Linked DNA regions of Danio rerio: region 1 is linked to region 2. A link is a contact called in public Hi-C data. All regions are on one chromosome and are shown on one strand. The core of a region is the stretch at or near the end of the contact, and the rest is flanking DNA. Distances in the headings are between cores, read along the strand shown.

Region 1 (5,525 bases), core at 1,165-3,664, 180 kb before region 2:
ATAAACGTTTTATATGAACTTATTCTCAAGGTGGCAAAAACTTGAACTCTATCAAGCCATCATATGACCAAACTCAAACCTGAATATCAATATCAGCATTACACAAAGAGGCTCTCAAATAGCGGCATAATCTATTCTGGATTCTGGAACTGGGACGTTTGAGTATTAATGAACTACAATATGTGTTTCAGATACAGATTAGCTGAAAATTGCCAGAGCTGAGCTTGTCTTTGACCAGGAATTAAGATTTATATAAATATATATGTGCAGTGGGGAAAATATGTGTTAAACACACCATGCTTTTTCCTGGGGATAATATTTCTAAAGGAGCTGTTGACATAATTGAACCAGATTTTAGTAAAAACCCAAACAATGCAAACATAAAAATAAAACAAGCAAAAAAAAAAAGAGTTTTGTGTAATAACAGTGAAATCACACAAAGAGAAAGTACTAAACTACTGAAACATATCAAATAGACTTCAACAGAGTGTAAAAATCTTGATTCTGTGGGTCTCGTCTATTAAATCTGATCTTTAATTTGTATTCTCTATTGGATTCAAGTCAGGTGATTGGCTGGGCCATTCTACAGCTTGATTTTCTTTCTCTGAAAGCATTTGAGAGTTTCCTTTTTTGTGTTTTGAATCATTGTCTTGCTGCAATGTCCCGGTTTCATCTTCATCATCCTGCTAATGTAGATGTTGGAATGAAGCAACAAAAATTCATTTACAATGAGGAAGGGCAGAGGGTTGCTGAAGAACTACTGAGAGATTTCAAATCCTGTCTGGTCTTTCACTGCCTATCTACACCTCCTTTCATGTATTCAATACTTTTTTCATGCACCATTTTACTATGCATAACTTCATTTGTAAACGAATACGTTTAGTTTTATTTGCATATATTGATTTCTTTGGTTGTTACCAACATCCTGGTGACAATTTAAAGTCAACAGCGTCTTTAGAAATATGTTTTTTGAGGAAAATGGTGATGCGTTCAATACTTATTTTTGCTGCTGTATATATTACAACCTAATTCTTCACTTGAATTGCTGTTGAGGGAGAGAATGCTACAAGAACTGTTTTTTGGACAGTCAATCCTTCACTGTGACCGTATGTTTGTAATCCAGAGATGGTGTTTTGAAATGTTTTTGAATATACATAAATAATATGTGTGCATTTTCACTGTAAACTACCCGCTGCATGAATAGTATTATGAAGTATTGCATTGACAAATTTAAAAAAAAAAAGGTTCTTTATGTGTTCACAAACGCCATTGTTTACAACATTTATACTTCATTAGTTTCTAGTGCTTTAAATGTACTTAGGTTTAATAAGTGGGTTGTGTTATTGCAAGCTCCTGAGATATTTCTGTGACCTTTCTATATCTACAAAAAATATATAAAACCTTACTGGTTCCTGATGGTTGGTGTTTTCAGTTCTCTACAGTGTATGAGGGTGGTGTTCATGTATGGCCAGTTATTAAATCCTCTTTAATAATGTGTCCATGTTAGATTAATTCCACACTTAAAATGAAGATGTAAAATGTTGTACGTAACAATGTCAAAGAAAATGTGAAGGCTGCTCATGTTCTGCAATTTACATGACCAACCCAGATAATTAATCACTTCAAACTACTAAAAATGTCAACTTTTTAAAATCAGGGTGGTCAGAGATCAATGTCCCATAATGCAATTTGAAAGCAATACACCCATGAATCACAGGTAACCATCATTTCCTTCGAATACTACTAAAAAATCTGTGGATTCTTTGATGTAAACCAACACTATTAAAAGAAAAGGTAATTTTCTATTATATTATATTATATTATATTATATTATATTATATTATATTATATTATATTATATTATAATATATTATATTATATTATATTTATTATGGCATTGTTATGTAAACGTTTACTATCGACAATAATAGGGCTATTTTAGTCTAAAATAAGCGTTGTTGTTTGTACAGGAAACACGCATACATGAAGAACTTTGGGAATGTTGACTTTTATTTTGAATTTAAACCTGACTACCAGAAATTAACATTCCTTTTATTCCTTCGTTACTCCACATTACATTAGATTTGATAGAACGTAGTCTGTCATATTTTCCAAAACTGCCTCTGAATGTATAGGAAAATGAAAGAAATGGTTGAAATTATTTTTATTTGTTTGCAAATACTGTCCTTTTAGCAGCCTCCTTCACAAAACATGAAATAAAGAGTTCTTATCTTTTTTGCAATAACAACACGACATGCCGTCGACGTATTAGCCATTTCGAGTTTGTAGTTGATTCGTTTATTAATGACAAATTCCTGAATGACCACATTGTTCGCGAAGGGGGACTTTTGTCTCCTCAAAAAGGCGTATCGCCGTCCATTTTGTTGTCCGTTCACCATGGCGAGCTTCACACATCGATGCTTTAATTCTAGGCACATTCGCTGAGGAATTTACCTCCCATCCTCCTTTTTCCTTCAAAGCTATCGACGCTCTTTTTTCTTTATTTTAACTTCCTCAAAAGCCCGATTTTGTAAAGTACCTTTGTGTATACTTCGAAAACACATAAATGTGCTTTTATTTCCGTTGGTGATATGGATTAATTTGGCGATGCTTGCTAAAATTGACTGGATGTAATTGCTCCACCTGACCATGCAGAATATCCAGAACAACACGCTGCAAGGATTAGTGTTGTTTACATAGATTACTGCGTTTATACACAGCGTATATTTACACATCAAATCGCTTTCTTAATTTTAGCACATCTTCCAAGAAAGGGAAAAGAGAAGAGAAGAAAGAAGGAAACCCCAAAGAGAGGTACAGTGCACTGAGTGAATGTAACGTTAACCTGCTCATATGATCAGCTCATCTCATATCATGTCAGCAGCGCATTTTTGTGGTTACATGTTAATCACTAAGCTCATATGGTTATTATATAGCTGATATTTGATTTGTATTTATATGCTGTATGCATAATTAAAAACTAAAGTGTGCTTTTGCATTTATTATGTATTTAATGTTAAATGAAAATGATTTTTCATTGACAATTTATAGTTATGTGTTTGGGTAACTCAGATTGTAGTCTGTAAAATAATGATATTTCTAACTATTAAAAACAAAAATGCTGTTTTTAGACCATAAATTATGTATTTTTGCTTAAAACAACAAAAAATATCTATTTCTGACATGGATATTAATGTTTAGACAACACTAGAACGATGTTGTAAATAAAGAGGAGTTAAATTAGTGCTTGGTGAAATAAACCCTTTTTTCAGTCACAACAAATAATAACATTTGATATGACATTGAAAACATTGAATTTTATATAAACATCACAATATATTTTTTGGGAAAAAGAAATCCAAAAAGTTAATGTTTATAGATTTATTATTATTATTATCATGATATAACTGATACATGGTTTGTTTACGCTTGTTTATTCTGTATGCAATATGCATAATGGGAAAAACTAAACTGCTTTTGCATTTATTAATTTTTTGTGTATTTATTACTAAAAGAAAATTATTTTTGATTGACAATTTTTAGTTATGTATTTAGAAAACACACCATTGTAGTTTTTGTCTGTAAAACAAGGATAATTCTTCTCCATATATATATATATATATATATATATATATATATATATATATATATATATATATATATATTTTAATATTTCAAAACAATAAAATTGTTGTAAATAAAGGGGAGTTTAATTAGTTCTTGGTGAAATAAATCCTTTTTTTCAATTCACAAAAAAAAAAAAAACATTTGATATGACATTGAAAACATTGAATATTACTTTATTTAACTGATATATGGTTTGTTTTTATATGCTGTATGCATAATTGCAAAATCTGAATTGCGCTTATGCGTCGGTTTCTTAATTTATTGTGTATTTATTACTAAATGAAAATTCTTTTTGATTGACAATTTATTGTTATGTGTTTGGGTAACACAAAATTTTAGTTTTGTCTGTAAAATAATAATATTTGGGGGGTTGGGGTAATCAAAAAAGTTAATGTTTAATGATTTAATTTTATTATTTAAATCTCACCGTCTAATCAATAATAAATGATTAAAAGGTTGAGAAAAATGTTTATTTCTGTTTTTTTCTTGTCGTTGTTGAACATTATTTGTTGCTATAAAATTATTGACGCTTTTTAAAGAAAATGTAAAAGTTACAGACTAAAAATTATAACTTTTAATTACATCACAAAATAACTAAAACCTGAACTAAATGTAAAAATAGACACACCTATCAACTTTTTTGTTTTTTAGTTTTTAGGCTTTTTGATTGTCAAAGACACTGTAATTATATCCATTTTAAACTATCATTTGTTAAACTGTCATTTTTTTATAATAATTTAATTTAGTTCTTCCTGTTAATAATTGTCAGTATTGATTGATTCATTGATTAATCTTTTATCTGTATTCCTGTCTCTTAAAGAAAATGTGAAATTGTGAAATGTAAGGTACAGAAACACAACAATGTCCCATGAAAACAGCTCCTGGAAAGCACCTTTAGACCACAGTTCACATGTCACAGCATTAGGATTAACAAAGTTGTAAGCTATTTATAGTCGGTTGTTTACAGATACCATTGTTTTACTGCTTTAGCAAGTCTTCATTCTCTTATTTTGTTATTATAAAGAAGGAGTAATGGACGGAAACTGTACATCAGACCTTAAATGTTGCTGGTTTGTGGTTTCGCAGACACGTGAGAGCTGGAGGTGTCTAGAATTTCACTGGACAAGAGGGGCTCTCACTTTTATCTTAATACTCCATCCTATCTGACCCAGTAGCCGAGTTCTTCATTCAACACAACTGACATTATGAAAGTAATAGATATTATAATTGGCTGCAGTTAAAATTATGGGCAGATATTAACCAACCAAATCCATAAACAGTACACAGACACAGATGTGTGTATGAATGTATATTATATTACTAAGAATTTAAATTTTTCAATATATTTAAATATAATAATGTACAGACAACTAACATAAAAACATGTATTATGTTTATGTGTGCTAGTTGTTTTTAGGCATGGGCTGGTATAAGTTTCTGAATGTATACGATAGCCTTGGATAAAAATGTCATGGTTTCGCTGTATCTTGATTAGTGCTAAATATCACAATATAATTCTTACAAATTTAGATATTTTTTGGGGAAAAGTAATCAAAAATGTTAATGTTTATATATTTATTATTATTATTATCATGAAATAACTGATATATGGTTTTTTTATATGCTGTATGCATAATGGTGAAAACTAAACTGCTTTTGCATTTATTAATTTATTGTGTATTTTTTTTACTAAATGAAAATTCTTTTTGATATACAATTTATAGTTCTGTGTTTAGTAAACACACCATTGTAGTTTTTGTCTGTAAAATAATGATAATTCTTCCCAATTTAAAATGAAAATCAACCATAGTTTTTTTTTTTTTTCGCTTAAAATGGCAAAAAAATTCATTTTCAGCTGTATGTCTAAAATAGTTTTTTTTAAATGTCTGGGTAAAAAA
Region 2 (4,989 bases), core at 1,183-3,682:
TGTTAACCCTTATAGTTAACCTTATATTTTTGTTTTTACTTGTAAAACTTGAAGCAAGATAAGTCCGATTTCCATTTACCCACAATGGCTGAAACTTCAAGGGATAATTCACTCCTAAAATTAAGATTTCCATGTCATTTATGCTTTCACTTAAGTTGTTCTAAACATTTATACGTTTCTTTGTTCTGTTGAACACAAAACAAGATACTCTGAAGGATGCTAGAAAAAACGCAGCCACTGATATTCGTAATATTTTTGTTCCTATTATGGAAATCAACGGCTGCTACTTTTCTATCATCTTTCTTTGTGTTCAACGGAAGCAAAAGAAACTCAGACAGGTTTAGAACAAGTGGAGAATGAGTAAATAATGAATGAATATTGGGGTATATTATCCCCTTTAAGTAATGATATATAAATGATGTCCAAATATCTGCTAAGAATTTTACAAAAAATAACAAACAATAAAAGAAACATGTTACATATTAAAATGAGCAATTTCTACATAAAAAATGATTTTATATACATGATACAGGTAAAGTGTTTATTGTTTCAAATAACTTTTGTGAAAATAAAATGTAACAGTGTTGGGGTAATGCATTACAAGTAATACAAGTTATGTAATAATTAGGCATGTGCCGGTATAAGATTCTGATGGTATGATTACCTTGGATAAAAATATCAGTTTCACGGTATTGCAATTACTGCTCTATAATATGTTCATTTTAAATGTCTGGGTAAAAAACAACAACTTTTTTCCCCTTTGGTCACAATATGTTTTATTTTGAGAAACACTTAAAATATTTTGGAGTAAACATGTCAGTAAACATGTTCTGCTGTCTTTGTTTGTTTCAAACACCCAAATTTCTTTACAATTTAAAACAGCATCTTTGTATATATTTTCTGTTGGAAATACTGTTGTCCTAAAAAACAACAACAAAAAGGTAAATGTAAAATCTTACACATATCTTAGGAACGGTACAGAAGAACATTTTGGCAGTTTTAAAACCTTGACTTTTCCAAACTATGATATACCTTGAAAACAGTTATCGTCCCATGCCTAGTAATAATACTACTTTTGTAGGTTAAGTGTAAATGAATGCATCACTTTTCAAATTAATTCAGAATATTTGAGTTTCTTTATAAAGAATGTAATGCGAGTTTCTTTTTAGTTTAGTTGATTTACTTTTAAAAAATAAATTGCTGAATTAAAACTAGTGTAGTCATGTTGAATCCCGCATGCAATGAGAGAATGAACAGACAGACATGAAGATGGCAGAGCCTTACATTTCTGAGATGGAAATATTCTCATTATTTTGAACACATGGAAGGAAAGGAAAAGAGGATTGTCTGAATGTACAGTGATTTTACTTTTTAATAGTACAAAAGTAGCAAACACGTTCCTTTAAACTTTCAGTAATCCGAATATATGCCATGTAGAGCGCTGGGATCAAGAGGTTCTCAGAAGATAACATTATCATTAATTTTCTGTGTATTTAAAGGTAAATGAAGGTTATACGGTGTGTTGTTAACTGCAGAGAGCTCTCTTACAAGTTTTGAAAGATCAAGCCTCAGCCATGTAATAAAATGTAACTCAAGAGTAATGTAAAACATTACTTACTGTAAAAAGCATTGAAGTAACGCAACTAGTTTCTTTTTTGGGGAGTAACTCAATATTGTAATGCATTATTTTCTAAAGTAGCATTCCCCAACACTGTTTATTCTTCTAGAAATCATGTGATTTTTCATTTATTTGTTTCATTTTGGTTTATTAAACAAATAAATAAACAAAATAATCTGTATCTCCATTAATAAAACAGGACATATTCTAAGAATGTAAAAAATATTACACTATTATACTTTACTTATTTTGTGGCTTTACCCATGTATAAAATGCTTAGTCTTTGTCACAATTTTTTTTCATTTGACCATAACTTTTTAAAGTCCGTTACAAATAGTCGAGTGCTTTAAGTAGAACAAAGACTATAGAACACATTTAAAGGGACTGAGTAGAATCTGATGGCAACACTGGTGTTTGACTAACTGGCCTTGAACATAAGGTCAAGTCTGGAGTTTAAAACGCGTCTAAAGAGCGACATCTAGAGGCGATTAGCCCAAACAGCTGCTTCAAAACCAGAGCAAACAAAGGGCTTGCGTTTCTAAAATACTTGGTGTTCGTCAACCATACTGTAAGAGTGTATTATACTGTGTGCGTTATAGTATAATATTTACAGCACTTTGTTAATAAATGCTGAACCAAAGTGTAGTATTAACTAAAGTGAACTGTTGTATACCTTAGTTGTTATTACAGTAAAACTATGTATCTATGTATCTATCTATGTATCTATCTATGTATCTATCTATGTATCTATCTATCTATCTATCTATCTATCTATCTATCTATCTATCTATCTATCTATCTATCTATCTATCTATCTATCTATCTATCTATCTATCTATCGTGCAGACAAAGGATGGCTCAATAGAGGGCGCTGTCTCTATAGTCCACTTCCGAGGCTGCAGGAAGTCGGTCTGGTGCTCTATGGTGTCTGTCTGCTCATCCTTGGTGTCCATCGCGATCAAAACATTGCAGGTCTGCGCTCAGAGTCCGCGCTCTTTAGGATGAGCCGAAAAAGGAACCACTGCTACATGGAAACAGGAGCGTCCTCGGAGTCCCAGGGCGCGTTTTTAGACAGCGCCGGCCCGTTCAGCCGGGACGAGGAGGATTTCTCCGAGCTCGAGCCCGACGAGCAGCTGGTGTGTTCGGTGACCGAGATCACGGAGCATCTGGGCAGGAACATCACGGTGGTGCTGGAGTCCGCGCTGTCCGAGATCCGCAAGCTGGTCGGCGTACGGATCCGCGTCCTGAAGATGGAGCTCCGCGAGAAATCCGACGAGATCGAGCTGCTCAAGGCCAAGCTGGAGTCGTCGGAGAAAGACGGGAGGGTCTCCAACTTCAGCAGCCTGGATTTCAGAAAATCCGAGCACCAGAAATACGGTGCCGAGCCGAAGAAAGCCAAAACCGGGACGCCCGTGGTGAAGAAGGAGAACATCAACGCGATCTGCGACTATCTGATGAAAGATAAGAACCAGCGCGGGGCTGCAGAAGTGGAGAGCGACCACAGCAATCAGGCCTTTGGCTCTGAACGGGACGTCCGGACCGAAGCGCAGCCGCACGGCTCTCTGAGCCTGTGGCCGGACAGCGGACCCGCGGACACCGACGCCGAGACGGACATCTTCAGCATGCTGCCCTCCGCCAGTAAACGCATGTATGATTATGAGTGGATGACAGGAGTGGAACTCAACTCAGCCGAGTTTAAAGGTACCGCTTGATCACGCACATATGCAAACATTATGTGGGTATAATATTACAGACCATTTCGAGGGATGTAAACAAAAACAATGGTCCCAACGTAGTTCCTGTTTTACATATTTACCTTCTATAACTTAAGAGAATCCAAAAAGAGCCACACTTTGATAAATAAAGTTATGATAGCTGTTTTAACAATAAGTTACGATTGAATTGCTTTTTGTCACAGATATGAAATAGTTTGATTACTAGCAGGAAATGTTCATGGGCCAATGCCATGACCACATTAAAATGTTCTATACCAGGGGTCACTAATCTCGTTCCTGGGGGTCCGGTGACCTGCAGGGTTTAGCTCCAACTTGCCTCAACATACCTGCCTGGGTGTTTCAAGTATACCTAGTAAGACCTCGATTAGCTTGTTCAGGTGTGTTTGATTAGGGTTGGAGCTAAAATCTGCAGGACACCGGCCCTCCAGGAACAGGTTTAGTGACCCCTGCTCTATACATACATAATAAATATAATATTAGATGCAGTTTAAAAATATGAATGCATTGTAGCATGTGTAATAGCACCATGAGGGCTTTCTTTGCAACTTGCACATTTTGGATGTAGTATGCATGCTTTGTAGTATAGTTGTTTATGAAATGCTATTTATTATGTATGCACTATGATGTGCTTATGGCTGCCTAAGCCTTATCATTAAGTTGTATCTTACATATACATACATACATACACACACACATACATATGTATATTGCAGTTTTTTAACAAATACCTTATTGTTTAGCATTCTGCATGTAGTATGTATTAGTGAGATTAGATATAATATGCATGCATTGGCACTTATATGTGAGTGCAGTTCGCCTATAGATTACAGTATGCATGCATAATAAATGTAGATGTGTACAGCTGTATTATGTGTATATGCATTGTATTGTTTGTATAGCGTGTAGGTTAAATACAGTATGTGCTACTTTTACGCCATTTAAAGGTGTCAATGTTGCTGTGAAGACTTTTGCAGCCGCCTTTTTTCCTCTCCTGACCTTAAAAAATATAATTGGCTGAATCGTAGAAAAAGCTGAGTTAGGATCATGTCAAATCGAGATCGTGATCTTTTTTCGACTAATCGTGCAGCCCTATCTGACTGGCTGGTAAAAAAACGATTTTTTGTTCCCTTTTGAAAACAATATATTTTAAATTTTGAAAGATTTAAAATATTTTGCAGCAGTAAACATGTCAGGCTAAATAATTCAAAACAATCATTGATTTCTGCCATTGTCTTTAGTTTCAAAAACACAGATTTCTTTACAATTTAAAACTTTGGATATCTTTTCTGCTGAAGTTGTCCTGAAAAACGAAAAAAAAAAGTAAGTAAAAAAAACTTACATATACCATTGGAATGAAATTACAGAAAATTTTGGTATACCTTGAAGACTGTTATTGTCCCATGCCTACTATAGATGCTCATTTTGCTTTTAATATGCATTATTTGTAGTATCAGTGTTGTTGAGGGTAGTGCATATATATATATATATATAAATATAGGGTACATGCATATAGTTGCATATAAAATGACATGGATTGCTGTAAGCATATAGTGTAATGTAATCGTGTATTTCATTATACAAATAAATACGGATGCATGATATATCAGTGGCCATATCGTTATTGGCTGATAAATG

The links. A called contact is a pair of places that touch in the nucleus more often than the background predicts.
Region 1: a Hi-C map of hematopoietic stem cells shows a contact between it and region 2, with 3 times the contacts expected there. The contact joins the promoter of coro1b here to the promoter of znf16l in region 2. A contact is called at or near these places in 1 of 18 Hi-C or Micro-C datasets (hematopoietic stem cells) and 2 of 4 datasets of contacts at active chromatin or transcription factors (embryo and gastrula embryo).

What each region holds. Positions count from the first base shown.
Region 1 is chr7:18,636,915-18,642,439 of GRCz12tu, reverse strand. coro1b (coronin, actin binding protein, 1B) reads left to right here and starts at 2,414. Exons shown (of 11, transcript NM_001109707.1): 1 at 2,414-2,814. It overlaps nectin4a (nectin cell adhesion molecule 4a), which reads left to right. Exons shown (of 11, transcript XM_683919.10): 11 at 1-1,495.
Region 2 is chr7:18,458,026-18,463,014 of GRCz12tu, reverse strand. znf16l (zinc finger protein 16 like) reads left to right here and starts at 2,432. Exons shown (of 3, transcript NM_001423803.1): 1 at 2,432-3,319. The coding sequence starts at 2,620.